2 separate regions of the Callithrix jacchus genome follow, and region 2 is linked to region 1. A link is a contact called in public Hi-C data. All regions are on one chromosome and are shown on one strand. The core of a region is the stretch at or near the end of the contact, and the rest is flanking DNA. Distances in the headings are between cores, read along the strand shown. Region 1 overlaps MEPE (matrix extracellular phosphoglycoprotein). Region 2 has its middle 9.7 kb from the start of SPARCL1.

What was found. A called contact is a pair of places that touch in the nucleus more often than the background predicts.
Region 2: a contact with region 1 is called in a Hi-C map of induced pluripotent stem cells, with 4 times the contacts expected there. The contact joins two enhancer-like sites. A contact is called at or near these places in 2 of 3 Hi-C or Micro-C datasets (induced pluripotent stem cells and skeletal muscle).

What each region holds. Positions count from the first base shown.
Region 1 is chr3:109,773,675-109,781,252 of calJac240_pri, forward strand. MEPE (matrix extracellular phosphoglycoprotein) reads right to left here. Exons shown (of 4, transcript XM_008993005.5): 4 at 6,219-7,578. The coding sequence ends at 6,557. Among named protein-coding and RNA genes, the nearest start is that of MEPE, 17 kb to the right of the region's middle. Within about 2 kb of position 4,042, at least 3 of the 16 cell types and tissues checked have an H3K27ac peak or open chromatin away from gene starts, as enhancers often do.
Region 2 is chr3:110,052,349-110,059,926 of calJac240_pri, forward strand. No RefSeq gene overlaps it. Among named protein-coding and RNA genes, the nearest start is that of SPARCL1, 9.7 kb to the right of the region's middle. Within about 2 kb of position 3,958, at least 3 of the 16 cell types and tissues checked have an H3K27ac peak or open chromatin away from gene starts, as enhancers often do.

The DNA.
Region 1 (7,578 bases), core at 2,792-5,291:
AAAAGCTCAGTGCAGGTTCTTAGGGCAGTGATGCTCAAACCTGGCTGTGCATTAGTGTCACCTGGAAGTTTCCTAAAATGCAGATTCCTAGGACCCACTAAAGAACCGGAATCTTTGGAGAAGGAGCTCCAGAGGTTGTGCTTTATTATAAAGATCAATCTTCAGATGACTCCACTGGACCCAGTCTGTGACCAGTGTTTGGAATTAACTGCCCTGGGACACATTGTGTGCAGGTGGAAGTGTCACAGAGGCAAATTTATGTAATGTGCAATATTCACCTAATTGCCCTAAGAACCTGGTTTCAGGTGTATGTACTTTGGTAATGCATTTTTGTATCTCATATTTAAAATAGTCTGGGTAATGCTAGAAATTTACCCTACCCTTTTACGCAAAGATATATGATCAGTGATGTTTATTGTAACACTGTTTGAATAGTGATTAGCTAAAAATGATTTAAATGCTTATCAATAAGGATATGGCTAAATAAATGACAGGAAATCCAAGCAGTAATTTTATACAGCCATTTAAAAAGAATAATTAAGCACCATATACAATTTTTATTTTTCAATCATACATTGGTAAAGTTGAAAAAACATGAATTTACAATAGAAAAATTGGGAAAATGCTATATAGCCTTCAATAGTGGACTGAACAAATTGTGGTAAATGTATGTAATAAAATTGGAAAATATTTGGTAACGTGATAAAAGAGCACATTAAGAGAAAAGGACACTAAAAGAATATAACGTTTTCTTAGAATATAGGTCAGTATATAGTTTGAAAAAGAACTGGAAGGAGAAGTGATGAAAGTTCAAACTGCCCTGGGACACATTGTGTGCAGGTAATTTTTTTCTTGATATTTTCTTTTTTTGTAATTTTGTACACTGGGTTTTTCATTTCTATCATAATCAGAAAACTATAAACATTATTTTGAGAGCAGAATACATGTGAATTGATTCAAAGCTTACTGTCACATGCTTTTAGTAGGTGTTAGATGAACAGGCCAGAGTAAGCTGAAATAAGGAAGCCAAAAGACCGGGTTGGAGACTCGTTTCTATTGGCTACAGGTAGGCTCAGATGTTGGGGGGCTTTCCTACTTGTACATCCCTTCTTTATTCATCCAGCCATGATGAATAACATGATGGTGCAACTGAGGGGCCCTTCCCTGGAAGGGTCTTTCATCAGCGGGATCTATGTGGAAGACAGAGCACCAACACTCCACCAGGACAGAGGCAGGTTTTGTAGAAGAACACTACAAATTCATGGATCACTGCTTTAAAATTCTACTAATTAAAGATTCTATTAACGGGAATGCTCTTCCAGAACTCACACTTTTGCGCAACATGGGGCAGCAAGCTCGGTCTCAAGTCAGCATATCGTGACTTTTGCATCCTTGCACTTTCAACTTTTGCCCCTTCTGTTCCTTCTTTGTTTTCTTGGCACACTTTCTGTTCTGTCTTTTGCAGAGACATGTAAACCTTGAACAGCTGCGATCATATCCTGTTAAGATGACTGATTTGTACATGACCGAGGGCACATTATGGCTCTACAATCACCAGATTATTTTCCACAGAGTAGTGAGTTGGGGAAGTCACATATACAGGCTGTGAATAGTTTCTGTTTTGCAAGAGACTGTGTAAAGGTCCATCTTGTACATTCATTTAATTAATTAATTAATTAACTAATTAAAAATTTATTTATTTTTTTGAAACAGAGTCTTGCTCTGTCATCCAGTCTGGAGTGCAGTGGCACAATCTCGGCTTACTGCAGCCTTCGTCTTCCAGGTTCAAGTGATTCTCCTGCCTCAGCCCCCTGAGTAGCTGGCATTATAGGTTTGTGCCACCAGGCCTGGCTAATTTTTGTATTTTTAGTAGGCACGGGGTTTTACCATGTTGCCCAGGCTGGTCTCGAATTTCTGACCTCAGATGATTTGCCCCACCTCAGCCTCCTAAAGTGCTGAGATTACAGGTGTGTGCCACCACACCCGGCCTTGTACATTCACTTTAGATGACATTTTTGTTACTTGTTGATATGAGATAATACACAAGGATAAGCTATTTTTCATCATAGATGGAAACATTCCTGTAATGCCAGGTTAATACAGGGGAAGGTCTGGCCTAGCCATAAATTTGTGAGAGACCCAGGTGACTGATTCGAAGGTCACTGGGAAAGACATCCATATTAGTGATTTCAAACTTTGGCTTGCATTAAAATCATTTGAGGGACCTGTTAAAAATGGAAATTCCTAGACCCCATTCATGGCTTATATCACAAATATTACTCCATTCACTTATTAATGCAGTGTTTCTAAGATATGCCCCAGCTGGCCTGCTCAGAACTACCTCTTTGCTAAATAGACAACTTGCTTTCTTCACATAATATTATGTTGGTGCAAAAGTAATTGCTGTTTTTGCCATTAAAAGTAATGGCAATTACCTTGCACCAACCTAATACTTCTATCTTCTCAGGCTGTTGTTTTAAGTAAAAATTATTTAAAATTATTTGACTTATATTATTAATGTGTTAACCTAAGAGTTGTAAAAATCTGCTTAAAATTCAAATCCAGCAAGAGTCACTTAACAGGGAGTGTCTCTGTTACACTAATGCATGCCCATAAATTGATGAAGTATTGTTCCTTTAATGAAACAGCTCTTCTGGTTCTTATTCTCGAAAGTCTAAACCACAGCTTCAGGTAGATTTCCTTGCAGTTTTTGTGTGCGTCCACTCATCGTTTTTGACATTATGCTCATTTGGATTTCTGGACGTAGGATTGTATTGGAGTTTTGTTCTGCTTTCTTTCCAGATTTCCTCATTAAGTTTTTTCTAACCATTTTTCTGCCCCTTTCTCTTTCAGCCCCAATTGCTTTCTTCCTGATTTTCATCCAGACTCATCTATTTCTTCTCCTTTTCCTTTGGGTCATCTAATATCATATTTTAATGCCTATGAATGGAAGGATCATTCTCTTGACTAGCAGAGTTTACCTTCTCATAGAGAAGTTGTTTTTGAAAGGTGGACTTCTGTAAAAGCATCATAATGTCTTTGAAATTTATGCTGTCTTGAGCTCCTACTTAGTTCAAGGCAGGCCCTAAAGACAGAGTGAGGAGACAACAAAATGTTTGTTCTAGACCACAGACAGAGAAAGCCTGCTGAGTGATTTCCTCCTGGCTGGTCTTCTTCCTTCCAGCTCCCCTGACCTTGCTCACAACTCCTTCCCCATCCTCTGGTTGGGGAGACCTATCTTAAGCTCTGAACTACACATGGGATCACTTAAGGTTGCCCACTGCTAAGCTCTTATTTACCTGTGAGACTTACTGTCTGCAGCCTCTCTACATGTGCAATATGTTAAGGAAAATAGATTTTACTATCTCCTGGTTCTTCCCTTCAGTTAGAGTTGATCTCCTCAGAACTCCTGTCTCGCTTTACTTATATTTCTATTATTTAATACATTCCTCCTTGTATCTTTTGTATGACTTTCTCTTTACTTCCTTATAGTCTTGATAAGGACCAAGATCATCTCTTCTTCTTTTGATCTCCGAAAAATTTTGTAAAAGATGGTCGTTCAATAAATATTTTTCTACTGAGCTAAATGTTATTTCAGACAAAGTCAGACACATTATCCTGACTGCTGGACTTGCCAAGAACAGATTAATTAGTATTCTAAAATCAAGGTAAATATTTACAGGCAGAGAGGTCCAGGAAGGTGACTTTGGAGGGAGTACCAGGGCTGCAAATAAATGACGGAACTGGAGCCTGCTCCCAGGACTGGTACAGTGACCTTTACGTTTTGAGCACAAGGTGGCAGGCTAGGTCAATGTCCATCATCCCTTATAAGGCAGCTACGTGAGGCTGAAATTCTTTGCCCAATTTCGGAAACAGAAATCTGTGTGTGTGTGTGTGTGTGTGTGTGTGTGTGCGCGCGCGCGCGCGTTTTAACTGAGATTAGTGCAGCTTTGAAGGCTAACACATGGCTTTGGAAAAGGCATGGCCTCACTCCTGACTGCTGGCTGTCTTTGTGGATCTCTGATCCTTCGTGTTTGGACGAATTCCTCCACGTCTGCATCAGATAGCAATGCATCATGGATACTGACACACTTCTAGTTTATCTTAACTGGATGAAAAAAATATGAACATTTTCAGTGTTTTGAAGAAATATCCATGAACCCTAAAGCTTGGAGAGAGGAAACAAAATCGGACCAGAGAATTGAAATATGCAGTTTCTCCACTAGATAGCAGACTAGGACAAGTGACTTTTGGAAGGGTCCCCCTGTATTTACCCAAAGAAAGCATTTGTTTTTCTCCATCAGTTCATATTTTTCTTTTACCAAACCAGGTGTTTTTCTGTGATCAAACTTTCACATGTTAAAGTCTGATATAAATCTCAAATATAAGTAGCAGGTTGATTTTAATTTATTAATCTGCAATTTAAATTCTGATAGATTTTTTTTACTTCATTAATTGCTTCCAGTTTTGTTTTGTTTTGCCCAAATTGTCTTTTATTTTTTTAAAAGCAAAGTACTAGGAATAGTTTACTCTGGAATTCTGATGGTAGCATTGGGTGATATGTTAAGTCCTTCCCCCGATTCTGATCTGTTATCTCCAGAAGATGGGGAACAAATGAAGGAAAAAAGATATTCCTTGTTTTTAGGTTCTATTTTGCATTCTTTCAAGTTTCTCTCCCTCTGTGTGTGGGTGCACTCATGAACACACATATACTCACACATATTCATATATGTGGATGAATATACACATACTCTATGTAAACGTGTGTGTATATGTATATACACACAGTCATATATGTATGTGTATATTATGTATATTTATCTTTGAAATATATGGCAATTTAGTGATTGTTTAAGAGCAAAGACTCTGGAACCAGACTCCTGGGGTGTAAATCCTAGCTTGCTAGCAGATACTTACAGACCTATGTCTGTATCTTCATCTGCAAAATGGGGGGTAATAACGGTACCCACATTATAGAGGAGCTGTGCAGATTAAAGGACTTAACAGAGCACGGCTCATGGTAACTATGTTAACCATTATTATTTGTGTATATTGAGAGTCTGATTTATTCAGTAGCTTATATTACCACATTCATTTAGTAAATGAAGCACCCTCTATCTACCCAATGTGGGAGTTTAGATTTTTTGAAGGTGCCGTAATATATTGATATTGACTTGACTTTTGTTACATACATTATTCAACTTAATAATCTAGGTGCTGTACAGACTGTCTCAGTCGTGATTTCTGTTGTCTGGGAACTTACATATTACAGAGGAATTGTGTGCACTTTTCTTTCTCTATTCTCTACCTCTCTCTTTTCTTCTCTTGGCCTTCCTAATTTGGAGGAAATGTAAGAATGGAAAGGCACATCAATTAAAAATTCAATTCAGCTGCCAATAACAACAGCAACAAAAATTGCAAACAATGGCTTAAAAACATCATTTTTTTTTTCTCTCACAGGACAAAGATTCTGGAGGCAGGAGGCTGATGATGGAGCTGCTGGTTCAGTGGTTCCTCCGTGATTATTTTGTCTTTTCCTTCATGGCCACAGTATGGCTGCTCCACCAGTCATCAGGTTCACGTCAAGCCAAGGAAAGGTCAAGAAAGAGAAAGGTATACCAGCGACATAAGTTCTCTTATCAGGAGGGGAAAAAGCCTTCCAGAGCTCTTCCCTCCTGCCTAACGGAGGAGACTTGGGTCTAGTTTCCAGAACAGTGTCACAAAGCCATTATTAGCTGGAAAAGCATCTACACTGAAAGACAAGAGAAAGAAAGAGTGTGGAAATGATTTGGGATCAGACAATGAATGATATTTCCCCAACAAAGTTTTCGTATTGGCTTTGCATTTGTGTTTCTCCTCAAATTTTCCCTCTTGCCCTCCCTCTACCCTACTATCCTTTTTGTCTGCAAGGAGGTAGAACCAAGAAAAATGATAATATGGATATTTGTTTCAGGAGCTGATATTTGCCTTAGGATATGTGCAGTGTGTGCAACAGAGGAAAGAGTGTAAGAAGATATGAAGATCTTTATCAGCAAAGAGGGAGGTCAGAGGGAAAAGGAATGGCTGGCACAAGCAGAGAGGGTGGAGGAGCACATCTGAGATTTCTCCAGCGGATCAATTTCATAGGCATTTCCCTTGCTGGAGGCAGAAGTAAGCTGGTTGCCTCTGAAATGAAGCACCACAGACAACAGAGTTTCTTATAGATCGCTTAATACAAATTATCGTAGAGAGATATTGTTTATTTTTATGTCTACAGAGTAAACAACATGAAGGCATTTGTGACATTCACAAATTATTTTTAAATGACATCTACTCAAATGTTACCTATTTCATAAATCCGTAAGTTTCTTCTTAAAAACGTTATAACTTTAATAGAATTTTATGTCGTGACTATTAAAATAGCAAAAATTCCCCCAAGGAAACAAGGATTCTTGGCTCACTCAGTTCTTCACTCTGTCCTCTCTTCATCTGCTCAGCTGTCAGGTAGCTCTCCTCTATGTCAACTCACTGGTGGCGAGGTCTTCAGAGCATCACCCTGTTGGGAACTCCTGGTGGACTAGTCACCATCGCTCTCACTTGAACTGCCACTGTCAGATGAATCACTACTCTTGTCTCTTCTAGGGGAACTAAACCTCCTGTTGGAATGGGGTTGTCTACCCCAGGAGTCTTTCCCTTGTGGTGTGCCTTTATTCCCCAGTGAATTATTTTGCCTATGGGGTACATAATGATATTTTCTGCTGATATTCTCATTACTGGGGCCATTAAGGGAATTCATTTTGGTTTTAATTTCATTATCAAGACCACGAGAAGAAATGGGCAGGTCCTGACTTTTGCCCTTACTAGGAAACCTTTGTTTTTCATTTAAGGTTGCTTGGTTCCTATTAGAATGATCTACACCCTTTCTGGCACCGTCTTTGCCATTTTTAGGAATTTCATTATAATTGGTACTTTCAGTTGCATCACTACTGCCTTCTTTTCTCTTCTCTTTTGAGGGCGCAGGAGGGTAATGAAATTCCACTTTCCCTTGGTGAGCATTTTGGCTTCCAGCATCCACTCTGTTTCCTTCTCTTCCAGGGAGTTTCTTAAAATTGGTACTACCCATGATATCGTTGCTGCCCTCTACAAGGCTGATATCAACACCATCTGCCTCTTTCACAGTTTCATCCCTGCTTCCAATGGTATTTCTGCCATTTTTTTCTCTCTCTGGGATTTCATTATAACCTGGTTCTCTTGTGTCAAGATTAGTACTCTCACCTTCACTTGGGCCTGCAAACTCTGTCTGAAGATCTGTGCCTTCTAGGTCAGGACCAGTAGCTTCTCCTTTACCAGGAATGTCCTTAAAAGGTTGGCCGTCCCCACTGAAAGGAGATATATCATTGTCCCCTCTCTCTTGAACGTCTGTGTAACCACTGCCTTCAAAATCACTGGGGATTTTTTTGACCTTTGGGAGGTGTTTTAGGTAGTCAATGTTGTGTTGAATTTGGTGGGTGCTTTTGCTTTTTACTGGGCCTTTCTGGGCTTGGGAATCTCTTTGAGGCTTCTTTTTATCTTTGAAGTGTGCTTTAGCATAGTTCATTC
Region 2 (7,578 bases), core at 2,708-5,207, 280 kb after region 1:
ATACTAGTGGGTACTAGTGAGTACTAGCCCCTGAGTAATGAAATAATCTGTACACCAAACCCCCATGACACAAGTTTACCTATAAAACAAACCTGCACACAGACCCTCGAACCTAAAATAAAAGTTAAACAAAAAAGATTAACAAGCAGAAAAACATACAGGGCACCAAAACTTGACTCCTCCCTCAAACCTTGCTCCATACCTTCCCCATCCGCATAAAGTAAACTTCGGCCCCCTAGAATTCTTCCAGTTGCCAGAATGTATGGTGTTCCTTCCCCAGAAGGTTGTTACCCTTCAGGTCAGGAATGCCAGCACCCCACCTCCTTTTCCTTAGGAAACTTCCACGCATCCTGGGGCCCAAAGGGGACTTCTTCAAATGAATCCTGTCTTGCTATGTTCTCATAGCAAGGGCCTTCCCTTCATAGCACTTTTCAGTTTGTGCATTTATCTGAGTAATAAATAAATATCTATCACTTCCCCTAAACTGGAAGCTTTGTGAGGACAGAAATCCTTCTCCTTTTGCTTTCCATCATAACTCTAGCAGCCAGCAGAGCCTGATACATACGGACACTCTGTACATACTGGTTGAATAAATGAAGCCTCCCAGCAGTCAAGGGCAAGAGAAAAGCATAAGTTAAAATATTTACGAGTTAATACATCAAGACAAACAGCTCTTCCTGCATTCTGAGTTTTAAGCAAAATTTCTCCCATGAGTCTTCAAAATTTCTCCCCTGGGTCCTTAAAAACAGAACATTGTAGGCTGGGCACAGTGGCTCAAGCCTATAATCCCAGCACTTTGGGAGGCCAAGGTGGATGGATCATGAGGTCTAGAGCTGGTCAACATGGTGAAACCCCGTCTCTACTAAAAATACAAAAAATTAGATGGGCATGGTGGTGCACGCCTGTAGTCCCAGCTACTTGGGAGGCTGAGGCAGGAGAATTGCTTGAACTCAGGAGGCAAAGGTTGTGGTGAGCCGAGATCATTGCACTCCAGTCTGGGTAATAAGAGCAAAACTCCGTCTCAAAAAAATAAACAAAAAAACAAACAAACAAACAAAAACAGAACATTGTATGAATTTGTGGACAGCATTTTTATGTTGATATACTCACATATTTAATTTTTAATTTAATTTTTTTTTGAGACAGAGTCACTCTTTCACCCAGGCTGGAGTGAATTGGCATGATCTCGGCTCACTGCAACCTCCGTCCCCTAGGTTCAAGCGATTCTCCTGCCTCAGTCTCCTGAGTAGCTGGGATTACAGGTTCTCACCACCACATCCGGTTAATTTTTGTATTTTCAGTAGAGACAGGGTTTCACCTAGTTGTCCAGGCTGGTCTCAAACTCCTGACCTCAGGTGATCCACCCTCCTCAGCCTCCCAAAATGCTGGAATTACAGGCATGAGACATTGTGCCCAGCCTAATAACACATTTTAAACAGCTGCTTCTTAAAGCATCCCTCAGTACAAAGACTGAGGGAGGTCAAATCACAATTCAGTAGAAATAATTTTACAGGACCCAAAGCAAGGTTTATCCAGGAACAGAGTTCTCTCAGGGCTCTGGTTTCATGCAAAGGTAAAATAACATGAGAGAAATTGAGGGAAGGGAACTGCACATCCTTCAGGCCCTCCTCCGTAAGTATTTCTTCCAGTCAGGGTTATGGTCTGATTGGATACCTGAGAGGTGAAGGTTACAGTCTCTGTGAGCACAGAAAGGGCAGATCCACATTCAGTCTTTGATCCTTAGCTGGAAAGAGAATGATCATTCAGTTGACTATTGTTTCGGATGAAGCTTTCTTCATTCAGCTGGAGAAATAATGACTCCTTGGTCTCATTCATTTAAGGATGACTGTGGTTCACACTCCCCTCTTGTGGCCACTTCCAAGTATACTGGCCTGTACCCAGGAGCCCAGAAAGGCAAAAGAGAAATCAAATTCCTTTATTTAAATTAGTTAACCTAGGAATTGCTCATTGCTTTTTCCTTCGGGAATGTCAGACCAGTTTTTAAAAACTGGCAGATGAGGCTGGGCGCGGTGGCTCAAGCCTATAATCCCAGCACTTTGGGAGGCCGAGGTGGGTGGATCACGAGGTCAGAGATGGAGACCATCCTGGTCAACATGGTGAAACCCCGTCTCTACTAAAGATACAAAAATTAGCTGGGCATGGTGGCACATGCCTGTAATCCCAGCTACTTCGGAGGCTGAGGCAGAAGAATTGCCTGAACCCAGGAGGCGGAGGTTGTGGTGAGCTGAGATCACGCCATTGCACTCCAGCCTGGGTAACAAAAGCGAAACTCCACCTCAAAGATATAAATAAATAAATAAAATAAAATCTAAAAACTGGCAGATGTTGAACAGCATGCTAAAACGAGGGTCAATAGACCGTATTAAATCTTCATTGGTCAACCTTTTAAAATGCTTAAAAGGCTCAACATTTGGGCCAAAGAGGGTAGGCAAATGATGCAAATGCATGAGAAGCCTGATCATTCCTCATACATTACCCTTCCCAAAGTATGTTTGCCTTCTCTCAATTTGGTCCCCTTCAAGTAACACATTCATAGATTTGGAACTTTAGGGGCATGTGGGAAGGAATGACCTGGTGAATGAAGCAAGCAATAGAGTTGCAAATGATCATTTTACAAATATTTCTTAAGTACTTGCCACTGTGGGGAATCAAGGTTATATAAGAAATGATCCCAGGCTGGGAAGAGTGGCTCATGTCTGTAATCCCAGCACTTTGGAAGGCTCGGGTGGGAGGATCACTTGAGCTCAGGAGTTTGAGACCAGCCTGACCAACATAGGGAGACCCCCATCCCTACAAAAATAGTTGTTTTTTTTTAATTAGCTGGGAATGCTGGCTTAAGCCTGTAGTCCCAGCTACTTGGAAGGCTGAGGTAGGAGGATGGCTTGAGCCTGAGAGGTTAAAGCTGCAGTGAGTCATGATCAGCACATGACACCCCAGCCTGGGTGACAGAGCAAGACCCTGTCTTAAAAAGAAAGAAAAAAGATCTCTGCTTGAAAATATTACCTAGTAGAGGATAGGGGACCTCAATACAAACAACTGTATTACTCAATGAAAAGTGAAAAATGCCAGAGAAAAAAGTAAATGAAGATACTGTTCCCTTACGACACAGGACAGAGTCAGAGATGGGAAGTGAAAGGCGAAGAGTAAGGAGCCACTCCTTCCGAGCCATCTCGTTCTAGCACACTTACTCTGAGCAGAGTGTTCCAAGTACTTTATCAAAAATAATGTTATTGAAGTTAGAGAAAGAATAACCTCTTATCAGACATATCAAGGAAGGCTTCTTGGAAAGGAGACATCTAAGCTGGACCTTGAAAGACTGGTAAGATTTAAACATGAAGGTTTCAGGCAGAGGAACTCACCTTAGTCAAAGGACTGAAGCAGAAAATTACAAAGCAAGGAAAGGAGAAAAAGTTGATGTTCACATAAGTGAAGGGAAGATATTACATAAAGTGGCAGATGGCTTTAAATGCCTGGCTCACGAGTTTAGAATTGACTTGGTAGGCAGTGGGAGGCTATTGAAAGCTTTCAAGCAGGAGAGGAACATGATGTGAGTTACACTTTGAGAGGGTGAAATTGTTTAAAATAGTGTTTAAGATACATTGGGTTGGAACAAGAAGGAAGTATCCGGAACTATGCTCAAAACGTAGTCTTAAGGGGCCCAACCCAGCTCACAGACCTGTTTTATTTGTCATAGAGACTGTTGGTCAGTACTTAATAATCCCATGAAATATTAGATTTCTGGCTTTGCTGTAAAACAGTAAAATGATCAGACAATCTTGGGCTGTCATTTCCCTGTGACAGTAAGGCTGCAAGAATTGAGTAGCTGCTGCCGCCTTCAGATGGATGACATATTTTCCATTCCCAAGTTCCATGTACCCTCTCTTGTCTTCCTAACACCAAGGTCATGTGCAAGCTGCCAGTCAGCCCTGCCTGTGTGGGGAGGGTGTTGTTTTCTTACTTCTGGTCGCCTTCATTAATTTCTGTGGCCTCCCTGGCCCTTGAGGGCAATTGCATTTGTGAATTTGAGTCCAGAGATAGGGAAAACAGTCAGATATGAAGTGACTGGGGCTTTCATCAGGAATGTGACCATAGGAATGAAAAAGGGCACGCGCAGGAGATATTTGTCCTGTGTTTTTTCAGATCTCAACCAATGTTAGCACACAACATGAGAAGCAGTAACAAGATGGACAAAAAGGTTATAATTATAAAACTTTGACTTCATTTCCTGAGAAAAGCAACTGTAATGTTTTCAAAAAATTCTTCTGTGTTCTTTCATAAATATTTGTAGAGTAATGAACGCTGTTATAAATATTATATCGAGTTCTTAGAAAATCATTCATGACTCAGTTTCTCCAGCTATAAATAGTAATTGTCAGTGGATTACCCCACAGTAAATTGTGTTTTTTTCAGGCATGAGATGTTTCAGTCAGTTGGTGAGGATCATTAGTAAAAGGGCAAAGTTGGTTCAGGGGTAGCTAGAATTCTATTATTTTATATATCAAACACAAAGGGCTGGGCATGGTGGCACACGTCTGTAATCCCAGCACTTTGGGAGGCTGAGACAGGCAGATCATGAGGTCAGGAGTTCAAGACCAGCCTGACCAATGTCGTGAAACCCTGTCTCTACTAAAAATACAAAAATTAGCCAGGCGTGGTGTTGCACACTTGTAATCCCCGCTACTCAGGAGGCTGAGGCAGGAGTATCGCCTGAACCCAGGAGGCAGAGGTTGCAGTGAGCCGAGATCGCACCACTGCACTCCAGCCTGAATGACGGAGCGAGACTCTGTATCAAAAAAAAAGAAAAAAACACGAACACACAGATATAGATAATAGTACATAAACAGATACACAGTGTATCTGCAATATTAAAATTTCATGGTGAGAGGAGACACTTAGGAAAAAAATGTTCAAAAAGCTCCTTGGGGGAGTGATCACGAAAAGAAATTTTTGAGAAATACCAAGCTAGCGAGGACAGGCATTGTGCAAATCATTCATTTTTGTCTCATTTCAAGTTGCCAGCCAGTTAATGCCAATGTAGACTCTAAACAGTCCAAATTTGGCTCTCCTAACATTTGCTAGAGACCAAGCCTCAGCTGCACCCCTGACGTTGTAAAATCAGACCATGCAAAATCTAAGAAATCTATTACTTCTTCACAAGGAAAATATCAGTGAAAATACAAATATCATTGCTCAAAACCAAGAAGAAAATACAACCACTGGAACAAATTTCCAGAATAGGTTTGCATCATTACACAAGCAGTACTTCTTAGTCTAAAACATTTTGCTCTGGGAACTGAACACTATAGCCAAGAAAATATCAGACATTTGGAGAAGGCGGTATTTGGCTAATAACAGCAAAGTGACCTCACCCATGAGAAGGTCCAAGTACAAACTTCTGTCTTGGTGAATAACACACATCCTGTAAGTCAAATGCACAGAAATATGAAGTCCAGCTGCACCTCACTTAGGCAAGAGATCTGTACACCAGGCGATTTGATAAACTGGGCTCTGTGTCTAGCCCAAGGTGAGGTGAGAATGAAAGACTAGCTACATAGCTCACATTGCTATTGCCCAGCCAACCCAAATTCCCCCAAACTCAATGAGGGATCTGTCTGAGAAAAGACAACAGCATACTACTCAAGGGACTTATGTGAGCAGCTGCTGTGTTGGCAGAACTTGACTAAAGGGATATATTTCACCCCTCTGCCTAAAAATCATCATTCTTCACAGAGAGTATTAGCAGTTCATGTGAAAAGAGGAGGCGTTCTATATCCTATTACAGAGGTTCCATGACACAATCTTCAACAATATTTAGCCTTCTTATTGGCTTTCATCATCATCCTTATTATCATCATATATTGAACCCTAGTTGAGTCATGAATTGGGCAAAGCACTATGTGAACATCATCTCTTTTCCTCACAGCTACCTGATGAGACAGGTTTTATTGTCATCCACATGATGTGAACATCATCTCTTTTCCTCACAGCTACCTGATGAGACAGGTTTTATTGTCATCCACATGGGACACATGAGGACAATGAGATGCAGAGAGAGGTTATGTAACATGCCCAACATCACACAGCTAAGAAGCATCAAAGCTGGAACTTGAATTCAGGTTGTCTGACTCATCAATTTTCTACTATACTTCCTCCAGAGAGAGCAGGGATTTTGATCACATTCTTTTTCCTCACAGGGCTTGACTTGTGTAATTTAGCTTGAGGAATAGAATTTATTTCTGGTAGTATTCAATAACATAAGTGATAAGCAAAGCTCCCCAGGTCTTTTTTATGTCCTCTGACAGTCTAGCGTCTAATAGGGAGGTAGCATGAAGGATTAAAGGGTTAAGAAAACAACAGGTAGTGAACTTCGACTCCAAATGTTCTTCAATTTAGAATGTACCAATTCTGAATCAAAGCACTGGATATACATAACTCTTTGTACTGGAACTCAGACGCACATGTCTAGCATTCTAGTAATAAATCTGACAGTCCATGTTCATAGCAAATACCATCAGGCTAGATTCTTTTGGATTTTCTCCTACAGCCTTTTGGAGAGAGTATGGCCCTGCTTCCTTGATTTTAGAGTTTTGGCCTCCAAAACTTTGAGAAAATAAAGTTCTATTGCCTTAAGCCAAACAGTTTATGGTAAGTTGTGATGGCAGTCCTTGGAAACGAATACAGATTTTGGTACAGAGAGTGGGGTACCACCATAACAAACTCCTAAAAATGTTGAAGTGGATTTGGAATTGGATAATGGTGAGAGTGGGAAGAATTTTTTAGGAAGTTTTTTTTCTTTTCTTTTCTTTTTTGTTGCCAGGCTGGAGTGCAGTGGTGCAATTTTGGCTCACTGCAAACTCCACCTCCCAGCTTCAAGTGATTCTCCTGCCTCAGCCTCCCAAGTAGCTGGGACTGAGGCACCCACCACCACACCCAGCTAATTTTTGTATTTTTTAGTAGAGATGGGGTTTCACCATGTTGCCCAGTATGGTTTCGATCTCTTGACCTCATGATCCACCCGCCTCAGCCTTCCAAAGTACTGGGATTACAGGCCTGAGCCACCACACCCGGCCTTCTTTTTTTTGAGACGGAATCTGGCTCTGTCGCCCAGGCTGGAGTTCAGTGGTGCAATCTTGGCGTACTGTAACCTCCGCCTCCCAGATTCAAGCAATTCTCATGCCTCAGCCTCCCAAGTAGCTGGGATTACAGGCACATGCCACTGTGCCAGGCTAATTTTTATATTTTTAATAAAGACAGGATTTTGCCATGTCGGCCAGGCCAGTCTCGAACTCCTGACCTCAAATGATCCACTTGCCTCAGCCTCCCATAGTACTGGGATTACAGGCATGAGCCACTACTCCCAGCCTAGATACATGGTTTTAAAACACTTAGATTGCCTTGAAAAGATTGTTGGTGGAAATGTGGATATTAGAGGAAATTCCAGTTAGGGCTCAGAAAGAAGTAAGGGGAACTGTAGATAAATCAGCTATCAAGTAAGATAACATGTATATTATCACAAACAGAATGTTAGTAGAAATATAAATGTTAAAGGTGCTTCTG